Linked DNA regions of Sus scrofa: regions 2 and 3 are each linked to region 1. A link is a contact called in public HiChIP or PLAC-seq data. All regions are on one chromosome and are shown on one strand. The core of a region is the stretch at or near the end of the contact, and the rest is flanking DNA. Distances in the headings are between cores, read along the strand shown.

Region 1 (5,100 bases), core at 1,565-4,064:
CTAATTACATAAACACATGCCCTTTCTCCCAATTTACAATACCCTATTTCCCCTGTTCTTCCCAGGTCTGAGCAGGGATATTGTTTATAATCCTGAAGGGTTCCGGCCTTCTGAGATAGTTGATATTTTCTTAAAAAAAAAAAAAAAAAAAAAAACAACCCAGCATTGCATTCATTTCTAAAGGAAAAGCCACAAAATTAAAAAACCAGACAGTAAGTATTGAGGTAGAAACTGAAAATGATGCATGAGAATATTTTAAAGCAATTTAAAATGACTATAATACGCTATATTAGATTATATCTCTTTGATGGTATAATCCAAATGTTATAAGACACTTCCCTTAACGATGTGAGAAACACTCGACTGAAATTCAACACAGGATATATATTAGCATTTGTAAAACTTGCCTTTTAAAACAGCATAAAAACAGGCTTGGGTTCCAAAAGTATAGAGCTAAGAGGCGTTTGAACACTAAATCATCAGCCTTTCCCTTAGCAGGTTGCTATGGTGACAGCAGGGCTACAGCAAGGCCTCTTACTGCCTGCACTTCTGCAGTAAACGCTTTCATTGAACACATGTTGGATTTTTTTAAGGCACACACCCCATCATCAAATACAAAGACATATTGGAGTCAGCTTTATCTGAGTCATTTTCTAAACAGAAGTTGTGTCTCTGCTCTTTATTCTGTACTGATGGAGCCCTTAAGGTGTTATTAGAATTCACTCATTCAGGCATTCATTCATTTGATTATTATATATTGTGTGCCTTTGTGTCAGGACCTGTGCTAGGCACTGCTTACATCCCTGGTGAAGACAGACAAATAAGTAGGAAATTCTGATACAAGACTGTAACAGCTCTCCAGGGGGTGAATTAAATACAGGTGTCCTGGAAGTATGGGCCTATCTTGGGGGGTCAGAGGAGGTTTTGGAAGAAACTTTCTAAAATGAAACTTAGTGTATGCATCCCTAGGAGTTGAGGAGAATGGGTGGGTGGGGTGCAAGAAATGCTCTAGACAAAGGGACCAGAATGTGCCACAGTCTAGAGAAAACAAGAGCATGATGCCTCTGAGAACTACAAGTTCTGCAGTTTGAGGGTATCTATTTGTATGTGGTGGGGGAGTGGCAGAGGGATGGTGGATAGAGGATGTGTAGAGGTGGTGAGGGATGGGGGGTCTAGAAGAGCAAGAAATGAGATGGGAGAAATAAAGCCAGATCAAGAACAGCATTTGTGCCACTTTAAGGAATTTGAATATTACTTGGAGGACAACTGGGAAATCATTAATGAGTTTTAATGAAGAAGTATGGCATTTCAGAAAAGACTTGTGGAAAAATTACGGAACTGGCAAGAAAGGAATAAGAAGCAAGACTGGAAGAAAGGCAATTTTAGTAAGACCATTATTGCAATAATCCAGGATGTTTCTAGTTTAGACTCTCAATGAAGGTAATGCAGTCCAGCAGTGGACAGAAGTAATCAGATTCAAGACATTATTTCTACAGTAGCATGGAGTTCATTTGTAATTTCCGCCCTGTGAGGGCCATGTGAGGGCGGAAAAAGTCAAGAAAGACTTTGAGGTTCTGACTTGAAACCTTCATAGTGGCAGGGGTTTCTGTTGTTGGGTCCCCAGATTTTTTTATTCTCAGTTCTCAGAAGGGAACGCAGAAGCAGCTTAACAGTTTGACTTTAACAGTTCCCGCCTATCTACAGTATATGTCCTTGGGACATAATTTTCGAGCTAATAGATTGCAGGGGCCATCCTGGAACATCACTTTCCTGAAGCCCCTCTCTGAGATAGGGGTGGGTATAAAAGTATGAATTAATCACCTCTTCCCCCAAATAAAGAATCTTAAGATTACCAACTTCACACATTTTAGAGATCTGATTGAAAAGACATGAAGATGTATGGAATAAAATCTCTTTAGGGATATAGAGGAGGCAAATTGATTTCACCTCATCGTCTGATTTCAGGCTCTTTCTAAGATTCACACTGTACAATCCTATGTTTGAAATTTTAGGGCTCAGAAAAAAATGCTCTTTGGAGGACAGAATGAGATGGTGGTGTTCAAACTATTTTCAAGGATCATAGTCCTCCCATGTAGAACACTGAGTGTATTGATCAGACTGTTCCCTGTTCACGTTGCTGCTTAGATATTCTCCAATTCTGAAATAAAAGGCATCAAAGTTATTCATATAGAGTTTCCAGCCATTTGGAAAGTTTTGTTCCATCAGCTGGGTACAGCTGATTTGGGGGGGAAGTGGGGGGGTATTTGTTTTGTTTTCCTCATCTAATCCTCATAGCTACTCTTGAGGTATTATTATTTTTACCCCTCAAATTTAAGGAGGATAAATTTGAAGTCCAGAGAGGTCAAGAACTTTAGGTATAAAGGCACTCCCCTAGAAGGAAGTGAAGTGCTGCCTTGAACCGGTTTTCTGAGTTCAAGTGCAATGTTTCCAGAACCAGGGGCGGCTGCAGGTCAGAGCTGGAGAAAAGGCTGCTTTCGCTCTAAGCGGCCTGGCTTCCCAAGCCCACGGGAACCCGCCTCATTCTTTCCCTGCGGCGTTGCACTGCCAATGCCGAGCCCATCTGATGCAAATCCGCCACAGAGAATCGCAACCTTGGAGATCCCAGAACCCATATGCTGTGTCAGTCCTGCAGCATTGCTTGGCTGGGGTGTGGGCAGAGGGGGACCCGCCCAGTGTCTCTCTAGGGCGATAATTGTGGGGAGCTGTATGTTGACCTAAAACCGAAAGGGCATGGAGGGGCCGCGAGGGAGAAACTTTCCCTTTCTCCATTTTGGTTCTCAGTGATATCACAGCTTTAATGGGTTCTTCAATCCGACGTGCACCCCCTTCAAACCCGATACGAGGTGCCAGAAAAAGGGGTGTTGCGCATCTCCCGGCTGGAGATGTTCCGAGCCCCCGCCGGCCCCCTTTGGGTCTGTCCCAGAAGAGAGGGAGGGGCGCGCGGACCTGAGAGGGAAGTGCCCGCGGCAAAGTCGGGCTGACCCTGGGCACGGGGGTGCCTCCCCGGGGCTGGCAGGTAAGGGAAGTCCGGGAGAGTGGGCGGCGCCCGGGGAACGGCGGTGGCACCACGTGTCCGGCCGGGGCGGGGCGCCCGGGCGCGCCCTCGGAGCCAAGCGCGAACCGCGGCAGCGGCGGCGGCGCGTGAGCCCCGCAGCAGCCGCCGCCCGCAGCGCGCGCGGGCTCAGCGCAGTGTCCTGGCCCCGGTGCCCGCAGGTGCCTCCTCCTGGACGGCGGCAGCGGCGGCGCGAGGAGCCAGTGGGCTGCAGCGCGATGGGACCTCTTCGGGAGACCAAGGTAAGGAGGGCACGTCTTGCGGGTGCGGATGGCAGTGTCCGCCGATGTCAGAGGGAGAAGGAGGCGGGTCAGGTGAGAGCTGAAAAGGTTGGCGGACAGAGTTATGGTAGACGGGGACAAGGAGGTGCTGGGCACGATGAGAAGGCAGGGGAGCAGTTGCTCAGGTGATGAGACCTGGGAGATGGGGAGATGGTACTGGAGAAAAAGATTTGGAGGGTTGACAGTAGGATTAAAAAGATTAACTCTGGTGGGTTAATCCCATCCCCTGAAATTGGAGATTTCGGATCTAGCTCTCAATTGATGTTATCTGTGTGTGATGTGGATAAAAAGGATTTGATGTATTGGTGACTGAAAAATAAGGACTCCAGCATTGGTTCAGGGTCTGCCTTGTGCCAGCGGAGTGGCTGACGTGTGATACCTGCTGGGTGACCGATGTGCAGAACAAATCCAGAGGCTGGGTGCGGCTTGCGCCCCTGGATAGGGTGGATGCCTGAGCGACCGCAGGAGTTACCCGCGGCTGGGCTTTCCCTGCAATTTCTGCACTGCGAGGGCCTCCCAAAGCTGTTTGCTTTGGCAGCGACCCTTCCTGGTAAGCCGCGTGGAAATGAGCAGGAGGTCGTATTTCCAAATAGTGTTTGTTACCTAATCAGAAGCCCTTTTTCCTTTGCACAGGTTAGAGGGAGCAGTGGGTGGGTGGGTATGTGTGTGTGTGTGTGTGTGTGTGTGTGTGTGTGTGTGTGTGTGGTTTTTCTTCCTTTTTTCTTTCTTTCTTTCTTTTCTTTTCTTTTTTTTTTTTTTTTTGCCAAGAGCTCCTCCTAAGAATCCATTTTAATAAGGAAGGGTGGTGGTGACCCCAAAAAGCACCAGACTTCTGGCCTGTTCTGCTTCTAGATGATGTGCAGCAGTCTTGGCTAAGCATCTTTAGCTCTTTTATCTTCAGTTTCCTCATCTATAAATAGGGACACAAATTAGTGTCCTCTCTATGGCCTGGGTTGTAAAAATTAAACAAGGTAATGGTTGGGAATGCACTTTAAAAATTGAAAAATATGGACAAAATATTACTTTTTTAACATTTTTTAAAAGCCAAAGCATGGCCCTCTGCATTTAATACTGTGTTTTAAAGGAGAGAGAGAGAAAAAACAATCTCTTCATATGGGTGTCCTATAAGGAAAACAAAAGCTAAACATGATGTGAAAGGTGGAGCCATCTTACCGGGTATTGGATTTTTGTTTGCTTTTCTGTTGGCAACAAGCCTGTGTACCAGGATATTAATGAATAATTAAGATCCTGGCCAGAAGAGGGGGGATTTGAAAGATAAGACTGCATGATCTCTCAGAAAAGAATTGTTCCAGGTATATGGGTTTACTTTGTGAGGAGACAGGAAAGCAGAAGTCAAAATGTCACAGCTAATTCAGGGAAAGCAAAATGGAAGTCTGGAGGAAACCAAGTAATAAGCCGGAATATTCTGTGAGTTATAAAGAGCCTTTGGAAAACTGAACACTTGAATGCGGTAAGTGAAGCCAGAGCAGGAAGGTGAGTTAGGAAATGCCTGAGAGAACGAATAGCCTTTCTGTTAGTGGCTGGAAGAGTGTGTGTGGGAGGGTGTGGGTGTGTGTGGGGGTGTGGGTATGAGGGTCTGTGTGTGTGTGTTACATCCGTGCTTTAATAAATAGGAGAATTAGCTCTCAGTGGAAGAGTTTTTGACCTCATTTTAGCATCTGAAACAAGGACTACTCTGAAGATTCAATATTCAGAAATGTGATTTCTTAGAAGCTAAGCCCAAAA
Region 2 (5,100 bases), core at 1,596-4,095, 120 kb after region 1:
ATTTAATAGAGAAGGACGGAGATAAGGATTTACTCAAATGCAGAGAATAAATTCCATAGAAAGCCTTGGTAGTAATGGTCAGCATCCTGCCACAAATAGTGCTGTCAGTGTTCAATAAGTATTTGTCAATTTGAATGACTTCAATGGTAACTAAAAATAAAATTTAAAATTTTGTTCCAGCACTAAATCTATTATGGCCAGCAGAATAGAATTCTCTCCCTAGCAATAAAGAATATCCTCATGCTGTGGAAAATTTGCTTTAGTGATTAATGAAAGAGAAAAACGAATATTCATTGATCAGCTACTATGTGCCAAGCACTAAGTATTATTTCACTTAACCCATAAAACCATCTTATGAGATATTACTATTCTCATTTCATAGAATTGAAGCACAGAAAGTAAGCCTATGTTTCCATGTACCCTCACCCAAAGATCTAGATTCAAACCTAGGTCTATGTAATTCAAAAGCCAAGAATACCTCACTAATAATAAATTTCCTGGTAATTCAGTCACGGTATTATAATTTCCAAGATAAATTACTATCCAGTTGCACTGAACCCTAGTGAAAATGTAATCAAGTTAACTACCAAGCAACACTTTGAATTTTTATCAATTACACTGATTTGAAGGCAGGAATATTCTTTGAGACCCATATTTACTTAATGCTCCAATTCAATTCACTATATATATATATATATATATATATATATACACATAGATATATTTAGCACCTACTATGTAACAGGTACTGCCCTGGGTGATAGGAAACGCAACCAACAGAGAAAACCTGTGTTTGCTGCTCAATGGTCATAAGCACTACAAGGGACTACACTACAAGGGCAGGAGGACCCCCATCAATTTTGCTTAGTTTGGTATTTCTAGGCCTTAGCCATGCCAAGCACTAAGTAAGCATGTAAGTACTCAAATATTTACTGAATGAAGGGAAAATGTCATTCCTTGAGCGATAAGTTCTAGACATTGTATGTTCTATGGCCTTACTGGAATCCTAAAAACGAAAAAGGTAAGTTTCACTATTCCCATTTAACAGATGAGGCTGACCTCAATTGCTAATGATGCCCAGATTCACTCACCCAGAATTTAAAGAGACCCCTAAATGCAAAAGCCCAGGCTCTTCTCATACCACATATCATTTAAGAAGCCTCTTCTTTAATTTTACATTCAGTGCCTCACTTGATTTTTGAAATGCTCTCTAGATCACCAATCTGAGAAGTACACATCTTAAACTACTGCATTTTAACTGCTTCAAAGTACTTTCTAGAACTGAGAAATGCTAATATAATAAAACTTCCTTAAAAATTACTACAAAAACACAAAAACTTTACATATAGCAGAAGTAAGGTTCAGAACCATGAAGCAACCTAATCTCAGGCCTTCTGGACAAACTACGTCTCTAGGAAATCAACAGTAATGATAGTTTGGCTATGTCAAGTGAAAAAGATTCACCTAAAATTTTAAAGAATGCTGCATTTGAAACGGAAAGATTAAATTTATCTTTCTTCTGTATCATTCCATGTAAACTGTGCATCTTTTGAGTACAGTTCCTACATCACAATTCCTTAAATAAACCAAACCAAGGTCTATGTTGTTACATACCAAATAGGTCATTCACTGCTGTATCTTTAAAACGTATTTTTGATTTTGAAAATGTTGAAACACCATACTATCTGATCCAATACAGATTATCCTCAAATTAAGCTTGTAACTCTCTGAGGTAAGCGAAGGTGTATTACAAGCCTCCAAAAATAAAATCTACCCAAACTCACTTAAATTTGAAAAAGCTGACTTCGGCAGCGGCAAGTGAAGGGGAACTAGAAGTAGAATGTGAGAGAGGGTTGTAAAGTCGGAACACCGGATCATCTCTGACAACTCAGTCAGGCCCTCAATACGTGACACCACTGAGGCTCTTACAAAGGCAGAGAAAAGTCTCCTGAAAGATTCAAACGTAAGGAGTTTTAGAACCAAAATGCTTTAACTTCAGATTACCCACCTGAAATTGTCTGATGAAAAAAAAAAAAAAATCATGCCCACTGTACAGATGAGAAAAGTGACAGGAGCGATTTCAGGTTACACAATCCGACGCCATGCGCACCGCCTTTTGTGAAACGCTCTTAATTGCTCCTAGTGGGTGCCCAGAAGGCTGGGAGTAGGGTTTTGAAAAAATCTGCCAGGGAAGGAGCAAGGCCTGTAGAGGAAGGGCAGGAAGAACGGGAAAATTTCCCTGTGGAGGGCAGATTTAGGGGCTCCGGGGTTTCTGGGCCGGCGCACCGCAGGCCAGTCCCCCACGCGTGAGCGTGGCATGGTGAGGGCTGCGCGCCAGCGGCCGCTTCGGGTCGCGATTCCCTCACCCCAGAGGTCAACCTGACCCGGAAACAGTACCCCAGAGTTGCAGCCGGCTAGGGTGGGGGGAAACTGGGCGGAGGGGCGAAAGGGAGGAGGAAGGACGCGAAGTGCAGGGCAGAAAGGAGGGCTAACCCAGGAAGGGCAAAGGACACTCCCCCTCCCCCAGGGCCCGGGTCAGAATCGGGGTGAGGGTGGGGGAGGGAAGCCCCTCGCGGGAGCGCGCGAGCCGCACACACTCACCTGCCCCTCCCCCTCCCCGCCCGCCCGGCGGAGGCTCCGAGCTGCCGCGGGCCGCGCGCGCACACAAGGCGCGCGCACGCGCGCTGCCGATCTCTTCCTCGAGCTCGCGCTCCTGCCGTTCAGTCCCAGTCCCGCTCATTCAAAGCCGGGCGCGCGCTCCGTCTCTGGCGCCGTTGCCGCCTTGCAACTGCCATAGCCGCCCCCTCCTTGGGAAACCCTCCCCCTGTCCCACCCCTGCCCCTCCTTCTTTGCCCTCTAAGGCAGCTCTCCGTAGTCCCAAACCTTCACTTCCGCACCCCGCCCCAAATCCTGCCTTGCCCAATAGGCGAGAGGCTGTGGGTCCGGCGTTGGAGCTGAGAGCCAATAAGCGCTGCGGGAGCGGGCAAGTGGCTGCGGCTGGCGTGGCAGCAGCCCCGGCTCAGTCTAGAGTAGTTTTTTTGTGACCGGTGCTGGCTGGACAGGCTGTTCTGTTGCGGAGTTCCTGGGCTCATGTGGTGGTGTCCTACTTTCTATACAGAGTGCTTTTGCTCCAACCATTCCCATTTTCGTTAAACCCACAGAATCCCCCTGCCATATGGGACCAAGAGAAATCAGTGTTTAGACTGTGAAAAGTTAGGGCACCCCCGCTGTCTTAGGATGATGAGTCTGAGTAGGCCAGATCTCAATCATTCCACCACTTTAGGGTGGAAGAGTTCAGTTCAGGATTTATGTTCCTTCAAGCAATTTTTTTACTCCTCCAAGTAATCCAAGGAAATTGGATTTCCTCTAACTGAAAGTTAAAAAGTGGCACTTCACCGTGTCTCTGCGTTTGTTACTGGGTTCCAAACTAAGAAGTTCTGTGGTTCTCTTTTTGAAATCTGATTCTTTTTTGTTTCTTCTTAAACATTGTGCTATTAAAAGGCAGACATCTTTTGCTATTGTGGGCAAAGGGCCCTCATAAAATTTATCTGCTCTATTGATGCATTGTGACTGGTGAGAGAGGTTGAAAGTTTATATGATCAAAGGCTGAAAGCTGTTCATGCAAATTGTTCCTTAACCAGACTTTTTCTACCTGTTTTTTAGTTACAGTTACCTTTGTTCTGTCACCCTGATCAGCCCTTACCTACCCACTTAACTTTCTAGTACCTCTATTCCCACTCCCACTCCCACCCCACTCCACCCCACCCCAATCTGTACCACCTTTCTGTTAATAACTTAACTTGTTCATCCCCAAGAAGGGAAGAAAGAATGTTTCTCACTGTTGCTCTGGAATGATTCTGTGTAAACTTGGATAAATTATTCCATCTCTAAACCTCAGTTTCCTCCTTGGTAAAATGGCCACAATAGGGTCGGTCTACTTCATGGGTAATGTTTACAAAGCTTTTAGGGCAGAGTCTGACACAGACCAGACATTCACAGATAAGAACTATTACCAAAAAAAAAAAAAACAAAAACCTGTTACCACCTGCTAGTAGTGCTATGTTACTACTAGATCATTCCCAGTGACTACACCTCCCTAAGTCCACTTAACCCTCTGCAGTCCCTTAAAGGGTCACTTGACCTTCAGCAGATCTGTTCTAATCTTTAATCTCTTCAAATACCTAAATTCAATTAATTCAAAATTTCCAGAATTTTTTTGGATTTTAAAAATCCAATAATCTAAAATAGCCTACATCCTCACATGAACAGGTGTTCATAATGCTTTTCCTTAGTGACTTGTATTTTTGCTTCAAGTTATTTATTATATCCCTATGATATTTTATTTTAAAATTATTCCTCAGTTTTCTTTATTAAATTTTCCATTTGCAAATGAAACAAAAGGTTACCTTTTTCCGGAAACAAATGGTGAATATTTGCTTTCCAGCACAACAGTGAAACAAACAAAGCTTGCTTAAGACTGCAAACTTAAAACTTGCTTTTAAAATACATACAAAAGAATATTTAAAAATCATTTCTACTCTAGTTGTCAAGTAGTAATCCTATAATGGGGATCATAAGTGCCAATAATTTGGGGTCTTTACTGGGGACCACCTCTTGGGAGTGCGCAATTTGAAGTTCTGTCCTCTTGGGTGGTATGGGGATGGGAACCACCAAATGTCAAGTGGGGTGGAGCATAAAGGATAGACCCTGATGTATGAAAGATTTCTCTTTGTATTGCCTCTACGTCATGGGGTACAGTTAGTTCTACCTGCTTTCTGTCAGGACCATTTGCCCACTTCAAGGCTTCTGATCTGCCCCTGCCCAATCCCGATCACCAGCTTGATTTACTTGTTCTATCAGCTTCCAACCTACCACTTACTCTCTCAGGTTTAAGCCTGAATAGGCTTTCTTGTTCTGAGTTCTCCAGCTGGATCAACTGACCTCCCATCCCTGCCTGGGAGGTAGTGCAGACCTTGCAAAAACAGGGCAGTGCTTCCAGATCTTCCCAAGCTCAGTTCTCTGGCTTTTCATTAAAGGGATATATATTTTTTTCCTTAAGAACAATCTTAGACTTGCTGTTCTATGCATTAATAGCTTAAT
Region 3 (5,100 bases), core at 1,247-3,746, 79 kb after region 1:
TTGTATTAACTTATTTTTTGCTTATTATATATAATGTTTTATTGAAAATTGTTTGTAACGAGATACTTCAGCATGATGAAAATAAAGATTAGTGTTTCCCTTTAAATAAACATTTTATCCTCCTATAAAATAGACTCTGTGATTTTATGTCTACACTGGTAAGAAAGACTAAATGGATAGCAGATCTTACCATCTTTATCAGTAGAGGTCTATAACAATGGAACTAAATGATAAAGAGGGAGAAAGAATTATTTAAAGTAAGGTGAGGGTTTCCTACTGTGTCTTTTAAAAAGCATTGTTTCTGAATACAAGTAGCTTTGATTGTTTTTTTGCCCTGAAATTATCCACACACTTGTTTTTCTACATATTTATTTGGTAAGGATATATTGAGTATTTTTAGGAAAGCTGGGTGGATTTTTTTTAAAGCACACTAGGGGTCCAGAGAGGGGGAATGTGGTGTACCACTTGCCTGCTCCACTTGGAATAATAGGGTGGGTGGTGGGAAGGGCTGAAGTGGTCTTAAATCTATTATTTATTTATTCCACACACAAGCCTTGTAAAATGGGTAGTGCTCTATTTTACAGATAAGGGGAGATGGGATTAAGATGGCGGAATAGAAGGACTGGAGCTCAACTTCTCTCCCAAAAACAACAAAATTCACAACTAAAGGCTGAGCAATCTTCACTCAAAGGGACCGGAAACCTTAAAAAAGATACTCTACTCCAGAAGACAAAGAGGAGGCCACATCAAGAGGTAGGAGGGGCGATTTCGCGATATAAACAACCCCATACCTCCTGGGTGGGAAGCCCCACGGACTGGAAAGTAACTGGTTCACAGAGACTCACCTACGGGAGTGAGAGTTCTGAGCCCCACATCAAACTCCCACGTGTGGGGATCTGGCACTGGGAGAAAGAACGCCTGGAACATCTGGCATTGAAGGCCAGTGGGGCTTGTGCGCAGGAGCTCTACAGGACTGGGGGAGACGGAGACCCCATTCTTAAAAGGTGCACACAGACTTTCATGTGCACTGGGTCCCAGGGCAAAGCAACGTCACCATAGAAATCTGGGTCAAACCTGACTGCAGTTCTTGGAGGACATCCTGGGAGAACAGGGGTGAATGTGGCTTGTGAGGGAAGGACATTGGAAGCAAAGCTCTCGGGAATATTCAGCAGCTGCCTTTCTCTGGAGGTGGCCATTTTGGGAAAATCTGGCCCCACCCGTCAGTCAGTGCTGAGAAGCCCCAGGGCAAACAACAATCCAGGTGGGATCACAGCCTCACCCTTCAGTAAACGGCTGCCTAAAGACCTCTCAGGCTCACAGCTGCCTCTAATCCCATCTGGAGACTAAGCCCACCCACCAGAGGTATTAGAATTAGCTCCACCTACCAGGGGGCAGGCATCAGCCCCTCCCATCAGGAAGCCTGCAGCAAGCCCCCATACTGACTTCAGCCCTGAGTGGGGCAGACATCGAAGTAAGAGAGGCTACAACTCTACTATCTGTAAAAAGGTCACCATACCAGGAGTTCCCATCGTGGTGCACAGTGGGTAACGAATCCGGCTAGGAACCATGAGGTTGCGGTTCGTTCCCTGACCGAGCAAGTGGGTTAAGGATCCAGCGTTGCCACGACCTGTGGTTGCAGACACAGCTAGATCCCGCGTTGCATTGGCTCTGGCATACGCCAGCAGCTGCAGCTCTGATTTGACCCCTAGCCTGGGAACCTCTATAGGGCCGAGAGGAGCGGCCCTAGGAAAGGCAAAAAGAATTCTCCGTCAACCACAAATGTTTATTTTGGGGGCGTTTTTGTTTCTTTGTTTGTTTTGGCCACACCCACAGCAGGCAGAAATTTCTGAGCTAGGGATGGAACCTTGCACCACAGCAGTGACAATGCTGGATCCTTAACCACTAGGCCACCAGGGAACTCCACAAATGTTTATGTTGATTATTACGCTGTTGGCCGATGATCACAAACAGCAACTTTCTTTGTTGTCTTAATGACCTATCTTTCTTTATGTAAACAAGAAGACTCAAAGAAAGTTAACCCACTTGAAACTTTGGACACTGTATAACACCTGTTATACCCATGGAAACACAAATTTGTGCAAAGGTAAAACTAGAGACCCTGGAGCAGTCATTCCATTTTTCTCCTCCCTCCCTTCCCCCACCTTCTCCGCCTCCTCCTTTTCCAGGGTTTCAAAGTGTATAGTCTGTGGAAAATTACTCCTTTTATTCAGAACAAAGTCCTTCACAAACAAGTCCCTCGGAGTCAATAAAAGATAGAACATAGCTTGCGTTCCGGAAGCCCAAGGCGTTGGCTGGTTTTGTGGACAGGATGATCTGATCCCATAGAAAGAAGCACCTCAAAGTTGCTTTCTGTAATTTGGGTGTCTGTGATGTACAAACAGGCAGGAAAATGGAAAAAAGAACAATTCCACTCTATTGAACAAAGCTGCTGTCCCATCAAAGCAAATGTTAAACATTTCCTACAGTTATGTGTGCAAACATTCCAATTTACAAGAAAAGATTTTTCCCAGAGGGATATGCTGACCTTTCCAAGCTGAGCTGTTCAGAAAGGGGGAAAAAATGCAATACACTCAGATGCCAAGAGTTTCTGACATTTGTGGCAGGAGAAAAAGGAAGTCTGTGATTTGCATTTGTCATAGGCCCTGCCTAAGTAGAGGTTGGGTGTGATATGTTTTTCTCTTGAGGGTTTTTCATTTTAAAAGTTCTGGAGTGGTTTCTGACTTCCATTTTGGCTCACCGAGAATTTTTACAAAATTCTTTTATTCCCAGTCTTACCAGGTGAAGTGTGCACAATGAAGGAATAACTTGGGCAATTAAAAATAGCAATTTATAGCAATCAAATCTTGAAAGAATGTCAACAAACTCCCAATGGTCCTAAAAAAAAACAATTAGAAAGTCCAAATAGAATACAACATGTTTATGTTGGGTAATTATTTTTAAACCACTGGAAAACATGCTCCACTTTGACTACTGATTCTCCCTCAATCACAATGATTGTGATAACTGACAGTTCTAACAATGATTCCAAAGAATTTTAAAATTAAAGGTTTAAATGCTTTAGCTGAAAAGAGTTTGTGCTAAAAGATTGGACTATTTTAGCTGAATTTAAGTTTTGTGAAAGTGTATCTCTCTCAAAATAATTTTTCAACATAGAAAATCCAATTCACAAAACCCATAAAAGTGAAGTTTTTGCAACAGGGCACCAGGCCTGGAGACCTCCCAATGGCTTTCCTCTCATCTCCTGCAGTGGTTCCAGGGTCACCTCTGAAAAGAGCTTGAAAACCAGTTTTCTATATACTAGATTCTTTGAAAACTTTCAGTTCATGTAAGATCTCCTGTGTGGTGACTCCCAGGTCACTGGAAGAATAAGTACTCTGGGTAATGCCGAAGGACTCAGTCCTGTACTAAAAAATGAATGCTAAATGGAGATGTTTTCTAACCTCTTCTCACAAAACTTTGTTTGCCTCTGTTTTGTTGATTTGACTTTGAAGAGGGTCTCTCACTCCATGAGGCCATGGAGGCATCTGGGATTATGGCTGTGAATGATGATGTAAAAGCCACGGTCCAGACTCCCCTGGTAAATGCTACTAAAGGCAGGCTCAGAGCTTTCTGCTCTCCTGGCCCTAGAGTTCCTCCTCATGGTAATTTTATCTGACCCACCTTCAGAGATATTTTCACTCTTGTTCCTTGAAAGTGTCATTTCTGATCAGTTATTTGAATAACAGAAAATTAAATTTTTGCCAGACTATAGCTTTAATGGGCTGGAATATAAAAACTATCAACAACAGCAGTATTTTCTAATTTGATGGTACAGTAAGATCCTTCCTCCCCTTCCTTACAATCAAGCAGCTCACAGTGCTTGAAATGGTTTGCCAGCCTCACTTTCTACAGTAAACAATAGGTGCTGGCATTTTAAATTGACCTTTAATTCTTCTGAACCAGCACATTATTTCTGGCTTGTTGGTTGTAGGGAGAAAATGAAAAACGAAAGCAGCCTTAGTAATTTTCACACTGAAAGCTGTACATGGAAAAAAGTTTTAAAAATGATCACCCACGTACCACCTTACTCTGCAAAGCTTCCTTCGAATCATGACAGATAGGCAATTATGAGATTTCAGGTGCACTTGCAGAGCTTCAGAAAGGAATCAAAATCACTTGTGTGATTTAAACTTAAATAGGGCAAGGTAAATATATTTCCATTCTTACGCAAGCTTACTTTTATTTACCACTACAATAAAATATTGAGGTTAAAAAAAGTTTTAAATTTATTTGAGGCCAATATATCTAACGATGATGTCATTTTCCCTGTAAAATAAGTAACCATTTTATTCAGGAATATTCAACAGGTTTGGAAATTGCTTTGCTATATAAATTAAGGATTCAAATTAAGATCTGAATATTTTAACAAATGAAACAAATTATGGGAAGAAATTAATATCTTATAATGAGCCAAAATTGACCTAAGAAACCATACCAATTTCTCTCAAGATACCACCAACTCAGAATATGTCCTTTGAATCTCCTATTCATGGAGATTTTTTTCTATACCAACCACTCTCTGTAACAGTTATGTTAGGAAGATAACCTGGACAAAGTCAAGGACACAGTTTATAGTAGGACAGTCTCTGTATACAGACTGCATGCATGAAAACTGTGACCTTGGCCTCATTTGAAATATGACTTAATTTAGTGAGCTAATTGGCCTATGCAAATGTATAAATTCAAACCACATTTCATTTTTCCTTAATTATAACATCTGACCCAAGTAACCTGGGAATACATAATTACATGGCATTGAACTTCAACCAGAATTGTTATTTATATGAAAATGAAAGCCAAGCTAATTTCTTTAATATTTATTAAATTAATTCCTAGAAATTCAAATAGGTGTTATCTACTCAAATAGTGTTAATTTGTAATATCATCGTCACTGAGTTCTTTAAGAACTAGAAAGGGGAGTTCCCATCGTGGCTCAGCGGTTAATGAAACCGACTAGCATCCATGAGGATGGGGGTTCCATCCCTGGCCTTGCTCAGTGAGTCAAGGATCCAGCGTTGCTGGGAGCTGTGGTATAGGTGG

The links. HiChIP or PLAC-seq counts read pairs in DNA pulled down with a chosen protein or histone mark.
Region 2: a contact with region 1 is called in an H3K27ac HiChIP or PLAC-seq map of skeletal muscle, with 2.2 times the contacts expected there. The contact joins the promoter of EBAG9 here to the promoter of LOC110260476 in region 1. A contact is called at or near these places in 1 of 5 promoter capture datasets (fetal liver), 1 of 47 Hi-C or Micro-C datasets (liver) and 2 of 2 datasets of contacts at active chromatin or transcription factors (alveolar macrophages and skeletal muscle).
Region 3: a contact with region 1 is called in an H3K27ac HiChIP or PLAC-seq map of skeletal muscle. The contact joins the enhancer-like site here to the promoter of LOC110260476 in region 1. A contact is called at or near these places in 2 of 5 promoter capture datasets (fetal liver and liver), 9 of 47 Hi-C or Micro-C datasets (embryonic fibroblasts, epiblast stem cells, fetal heart ventricle and 4 more) and 1 of 2 datasets of contacts at active chromatin or transcription factors (skeletal muscle).

Annotation. Positions count from the first base shown.
Region 1 is chr4:27,896,143-27,901,242 of Sscrofa11.1, forward strand. It overlaps LOC110260476, which reads right to left and starts at 2,815. Exons shown (of 2, transcript XM_021090801.1): 1 at 2,659-2,815; 2 at 1,338-2,656. The coding sequence starts at 2,815. The coding sequence ends at 2,472. SYBU (syntabulin) reads left to right here and starts at 3,122. Exons shown (of 9, transcript XM_021089009.1): 1 at 3,122-3,315. The coding sequence starts at 3,292.
Region 2 is chr4:28,011,125-28,016,224 of Sscrofa11.1, forward strand. EBAG9 (receptor-binding cancer antigen expressed on SiSo cells) reads right to left here and starts at 2,846. Exons shown (of 7, transcript XM_013988048.2): 1 at 2,602-2,846.
Region 3 is chr4:27,975,260-27,980,359 of Sscrofa11.1, forward strand. It overlaps SYBU (syntabulin), which reads left to right. Exons shown (of 9, transcript XM_021089009.1): 9 at 1-130. Among named protein-coding and RNA genes, the nearest start is that of EBAG9, 36 kb to the right of the region's middle. Within about 2 kb of position 2,497, at least 8 of the 83 cell types and tissues checked have an H3K27ac peak or open chromatin away from gene starts, as enhancers often do. A contact at or near this core is called in fetal liver and skeletal muscle, where this site is marked.